Regions from separate parts of the Mus musculus genome. Here region 1 is linked to region 2. Evidence: chromatin contacts called from public HiChIP or PLAC-seq data. All regions are on one chromosome and are shown on one strand. The core of a region is the stretch at or near the end of the contact, and the rest is flanking DNA. Distances in the headings are between cores, read along the strand shown.

Region 1 (2,700 bases), core at 59-2,558, 34 kb after region 2:
CTAGGACTAAAGATGTGCACTATGCTGTTTAGCAATTCCTAGGGGAAATATATGTATATGTATATGTGTGTGTGTGTATGTATGTATGTATGTATGTATGTATGTATGTATGTATGTATGTATGTGTCTGTCTATCTATCTGTCTGTCTGTCTATCTATCTATCTATCTATCTATCTATCTATCTATCTATCTATCTATCTATCTATGACATCTAGTGGTTAGACTAAGAGTTTCACATTTGCCAGACAAGTACTTCACTGACTAAGTCATCTCTCTAGATGGAGAAATGGTTTTCTGCCTTTGATGCTTTCCCAACTACAAACATACCAGCAGGGGATGGGGCCAGGCTAGTACCAAGGTGCTTCCAGGGAGTTCTAGGCAGAGGCTAGAGACTGCCTGTTCTTTTTCAGAGATGGGGCTAGCACCAAGTTCACTAGACCACGCTACCGCAAGGTACAAAAGCTCACCAATGCCATCAATGCCTTCACCCTGACCAACATCCTGCTTGTGGGTTTCGGCATCGCCTGCCTCATCAAGAACTTACACCTGCAGGTACCTGCTTTCCTCTGCCCCTCTCCATTTCTAGGACTTCCCCCTGGGAATGCTCTACCAGCGTCTGCATGGTCCACAAGCATGGCTCTGTTCCATGTCTGTTTCCTAGGTGTTCCAGGAGGCATGCCTAGTAGATCATGTTGGTGAGGGGTGGGCCAGGGTAGAACCGTGTAGATGGCCCAGAAAGGCCTGAGTCCCTCCTCTTTCTGCCTTGATCTTTCTGACTCTCTTCCCTCTCTCTCTCTGTCTTGGATTTCAGTTGCTGGCCTTTGTCCTGCATACCATAGTTCGCGGTTTCTTCCACTCAGCCTGTGGAGGTCTCTACGCTGCTGTGTGAGTCACATGGACCAAGTTGCCTTCTGGAGCTTTGCCTGCATAGTTAGGGATGCTTAGCCAGAGCTGAAAGGGACCCAGTGTTCTAAAGCAACATCACTCCTGCCTCCCTCCCACCCCCCAGCATTGACTTGTCAGAGGGGGATGTGGTCATGGAAACTGGCTGTTCATATCTCATAGCAGAAACTCAATGATTACAGGTAGTGCACGCCCTATTCACAGAGATGCCAAAGTTATAATGTCTTTCCTAAAGAAAATGGGAGTCTCTTCTGATGAATGTTTTGACCCCGGAGCTGGGTTGTGCCCTTCCTCCCCACCCATCTTGTAGAGATTTCTTGTAGTATCTCAATGAGCAACCTTGATTCCCTCCTCTCCTCATTCCAACTTCAAGGCACTGTTGACATACTTTTCTGCATGGATTACATCATGCAATATCCCCTCATGGGAAGGCTCTGGGTACGTGGTTGGCTAATGCTTCCTGGAGCCATCTCAGCAGAAGGCAGCTTCTCTCCTTCCTTCTACACTGCCCCAGCTATGCCATTCAGACACCTTTGATGTCTTTTCTCTGAACACTCATATCCAGGGTATCTGTAATCCTTTTGCCTTCACCTGTCACATGTCCCCCATCTCGTTTCCCAAGCTTGCCTGCCTAAGTCCCACTCCAACCTAGTATCATCTCAAGTGTGGATCACTGCAAATCCGAGTCACCTCTAGTAACTTGGTGTCTCACCCCCAAATCCCTTTTGAGACAGGGATTCTCTATATAGTCCTGGATGTCCTGGAATTCACTCTGTAGACCAGGCTGGCTTTGAACTTAGAGACCTGTGTGCTTCTCCCTCCCGAGGGTCAGAATGAAGAGCATGCACCACTATGCCTACATGCCTACTCTGCTTTTAACATGGGCTGGATTACTAATTATCTAGCTGTCCTTTTAGCATGGCCACCTCTGGCCACCTCATCTCCATTTGCAAGACCTTGCAGTTCTCCACTTCTCTGTGACAATGACCACACAGGCAGTGGGTGACTGAACCCAGCCTGCTGGCTCTGAAGTGGCATATAACTTTGAGGGCAGGGACCAGAGGCTACATGCAGAGTCTGAATTCTTCAAGGAACAATCCTCCTGGCCAACACAGTGATATCTGGGGAGGGAGCAGGATGGGTGCTGGGCATCAGGGGGTCTCGCCTCTGACTCTTTGATGTCCCTCTGGATAGGTTCCCGTCCAATCATTTTGGGACACTGACAGGTCTTCAGTCTCTCATCAGTGCCGTGTTTGCTCTGCTGCAACAGCTACTCTTCATGGCCATGGTGGGACCCCTGCATGGAGATCCCTTCTGGGTGAGAGCCGGTTGAACATGAGACCCAGGGGAAGTACTGGGGAAGGGGGAGGGGTTGGTGTGTGCTAGAACCCCTCACTCCTCGCATCTCAACCAGGAGGTGCCTTAGAGATATCTAATCTGGGTCTCTCAGGCTGGCTTTTCATCAGAACCTTCCCAGAGAGTTAAAAGCCACACATCTCAGATCAGTCTCTCTCCTGATCTGGTTCCAACAGTCTGCTTGTATTCTATTTTATTAAACTTTAGCATGTGTGTGGTGAGTGTGCATGACTGTATCTATGCTTGTGTGTGTGCATTTGTGTGTGTATGTGGAGGCTCATGGTTAACATTGGGAGTATTTCCAGATTGTTTTCCACCTTATCCCCTGAGGCAGGGCCTTTTAGTTGAACTCATAACTTAACAGTGTGAATCGTCTAGTTAAGCAGTTTTTCTCCAGGCAACTGGAATTACAGGTGGCCCACCACTCCCATGCAGTATTT
Region 2 (2,700 bases), core at 49-2,548:
CTCCTCCTCCTCCTTCTTCAATATATTTATTTTCTGTATCTATGAGTACACTGTAGCTCTGACACACCAGAAGAGGCACTGGATTCCATTACAGATGGTTGTGAGTCACCTTGTGGTTGCTGGGAATTGAACTCAAGACCTCTGGAACAGCAGTCAGTACTCTTAGCCACTGAGCCATCTCTCCAGCCCAAGGACACATGTTCTTATAAATAAATTTAAATTTAAAAATAGTATATCAAATGACCTGTGTAGTTCAGTTGTGGAGGGTTTGCATGAGACCCTGGATTCAACCTTCAGCACTGTGGAAGAGAGATGAAAAAAACATCACTATTAGCTGAGAATGTGAAAATAGCACTTTGGGAAAAAGACTTCATCTGCTAAAGATAATAGATCAAGAAAATGTGACTAAATAGTAAGAATTATTAAATCTTGGGGATAGATTCAATGACGTTCATTAGACTGTGTTCTGTGTTGTGAATTTGCCCTAATAAAATTTTAAAGGGATAAACCCAATGCTTTTTATTATTACATTTATTTATTTACTTACTTTATTTATTGTGCATGTGTAGGGCTATAATAAAGAAGTGCAGTAAAACATGTTGCAGCACTGGGGCAGTTGATAGAGTGCTTGCCTAAGCATGTGGTCCTGTTTTCATCCCAACATTGCAAAAGTCAGGCATAATGGCGCTTATCTGTAGCCGAAGCACTAGTGAGGTGGAGGCAGGTTCGTAAGTTCTAGGTCATCTTCGGCTACACCGCAAATTAGAGAGCAGCCTAGGTTCCATGGGACCCTGCCTCAAAAGCAAATAAAGACAATCTCTATACATGTTTCTTTTTTTCTGCGAGCAGCGATCGTGTATCTTCTCTGCAACTCCACTAGTTAATGTTGCACACTGCTCCCCGGGATTCTGATTTCAGGGGTATGAGGTAACGTCTGGGCGCTGAGGTGTTTTTTTTTTTTTTTTTTTTTTTTTTTTAAAGTGCTCCAGGTGTTTTAACATGCAAAATTGACAGGCTCCTTTGGGAAACGTTCTCCTTTCTTCACATAAGATCCGTCTGCGCTCTGGCGTGGGCTCTCCATGGTGGGTTCAGGGAGCCAAGCTTCTTCCACACTGCAAACGCTCAGGCGTCTCCCGGACAACCGGAGGGATGGAATGCTAACAAGGCTGCCGGCGCTCTGCCACTCACTCAGCATTCTATGGTACTTTGGAGTCCACTCTAGCAAATTAAGGTCGGTTTCTCTATGGTAGCCGGTTTCCCAGCGCAGCCTGGTCGGCGTTTTCTTCCGGATCAAAGAAGAGGCTAGACTTCCTTCCGGAAGTGACCCACGTGCTTCTTATTTCGCCTGCCTTGGTACCCGGTAACTTTTTACTATTGACCCGAAGTTGGGGACGTTGCGGGAGCTGTGACCTGCCCCAGGCCGTGGTGAGTGGGCCGTGGTGTCTGATACCCAGGGTAACCCTGATTCCTGATTATGCCATTGCCGTGACAGAGGCTCAGCCTTTAGACCCACCCCGGGAACCTAGGCTGTGGTTAGGGTCACATTCTCGGGGCTGCATGGGTTCAGACCCACGGTTTTGTGTGTTCCGTCCCAACTGTCAATCCTCTGGCTCTAGGAGTGATCTCGAGGTACTAAGAGGGCTCGGTTTCCATCCCCGAGCCCCATGACATCGCGAGTGACCTTGAGCTGGACACTGTCCTCTTTAAGGGCCTCATCTCCACTTCTGTTAAGAGGGCTGATTACGTTTACTGAGCGGGGTATTGGTCCCCGCTGGTCTGAAACACTGTAATTCCTCGCGCCCTCCAGCCCCCCCGGGGGGGTGGTACTAGGGTGAACCGGGAGGGATCGATGCTGACTGATCATGTCCGCTCCTAGGACTAAAGACCAGGAGGCTATTCTCTCCACGGTGCTAAGTTGACATGGATCCGCTCAGAGCCCAGCAGCTGGCTGCGGAGCTGGAGGTGGAGATGATGGCTGACATGTACAACAGGTAAAGAGAAGCACTCGGCTTCACCTTGTCTAGGAAAACTCGCCCTAGTCACCCCTAGCCCGACAGAGTGAAGCACTTGTAACGAATGCTTTCGATAAGGTAGTGGAGCCAAGTCCCGCCCTCCTAATCCCGCCCCACCCTCACCGCGTGCTTCGCTGAAGTAAATACAGGTCACTGGAAGGACTTGGTTGGCTATTTGGAGGGAATAAAAGGGGTGTATGATGGAGAATCTCCTGCCCAGGCTCTGCTGAGTATCAAGAACATATAAGCACTTTCTCTTCTCTTCTCTTCTCTTCTCTTCTCTTCTCTTCTCTTCTCTTCTCTTCTCTTCTCTTCTCTTCTCTTCTCTTCTCTCCTCGTTTCCATCTTTCTTTCTCCTTAGATAGCCCATTTACCCTTGTTTATGTAGTTTATGTATTTTGTGTTTGTTTATGAATGCCAACATGCATGCCATAGCGCCACACATGTGGAGGTCAGAGGGCAGCTTAATAGGATCTCATCTTGGATTGAACTCAAATCTTCTGGTTTGGCAGCAAGTGCCTTTGCCGCCTAAGCCTTCTGAACAGCCATTTAGTAATGAATAGTATTTAGTTGCTAATATTTATTAATGTTTTTCTTCCTTTTTGGGGGGGATGGAGTGGATGTTGTTTTGTTCTTGTTTTTCACGATGGGGCTTCTCTGTGTTGCCTTGGTTGTCAGCTTAATCTGT

The links. HiChIP or PLAC-seq counts read pairs in DNA pulled down with a chosen protein or histone mark.
Region 1: an H3K4me3 HiChIP or PLAC-seq map of neural progenitor cells shows a contact between it and region 2, with 5 times the contacts expected there. The contact joins the enhancer-like site here to the promoter of Timm10 in region 2. A contact is called at or near these places in 20 of 39 promoter capture datasets (3T3-L1-derived adipocytes, the C10 cell line, cranial neural crest and 12 more), 5 of 15 datasets of contacts at CTCF or cohesin (CD8 T cells, the G1E-ER4 cell line, the NIH/3T3 cell line and 2 more), 164 of 484 Hi-C or Micro-C datasets (the 63-12 cell line, the AML12 cell line, the AtT-20 cell line and 78 more), 32 of 115 datasets of contacts at active chromatin or transcription factors (CD8 T cells, the HPC-7 cell line, the SCID.adh cell line and 16 more) and 5 of 9 other capture datasets (adipose tissue, embryonic stem cells, embryonic tail and 2 more).

What each region holds. Positions count from the first base shown.
Region 1 is chr2:84,859,278-84,861,977 of GRCm38.p6, forward strand. It overlaps Slc43a1 (solute carrier family 43, member 1), which reads left to right. Exons shown (of 14, transcript NM_001083809.1): 11 at 412-553; 12 at 813-886; 13 at 2,099-2,222. Among named protein-coding and RNA genes, the nearest start is that of Slc43a1, 20 kb to the left of the region's middle. Within about 2 kb of position 1,309, at least 43 of the 459 cell types and tissues checked have an H3K27ac peak or open chromatin away from gene starts, as enhancers often do. A contact at or near this core is called in 3T3-L1-derived adipocytes, the HL-1 cell line, the NIH/3T3 cell line and 7 more, where this site is marked.
Region 2 is chr2:84,825,723-84,828,422 of GRCm38.p6, forward strand. It overlaps Timm10 (translocase of inner mitochondrial membrane 10), which reads left to right and starts at 1,299. Exons shown (of 3, transcript NM_013899.2): 1 at 1,299-1,425; 2 at 1,877-1,991. The coding sequence starts at 1,921. It also overlaps a transcript of Smtnl1 not described here.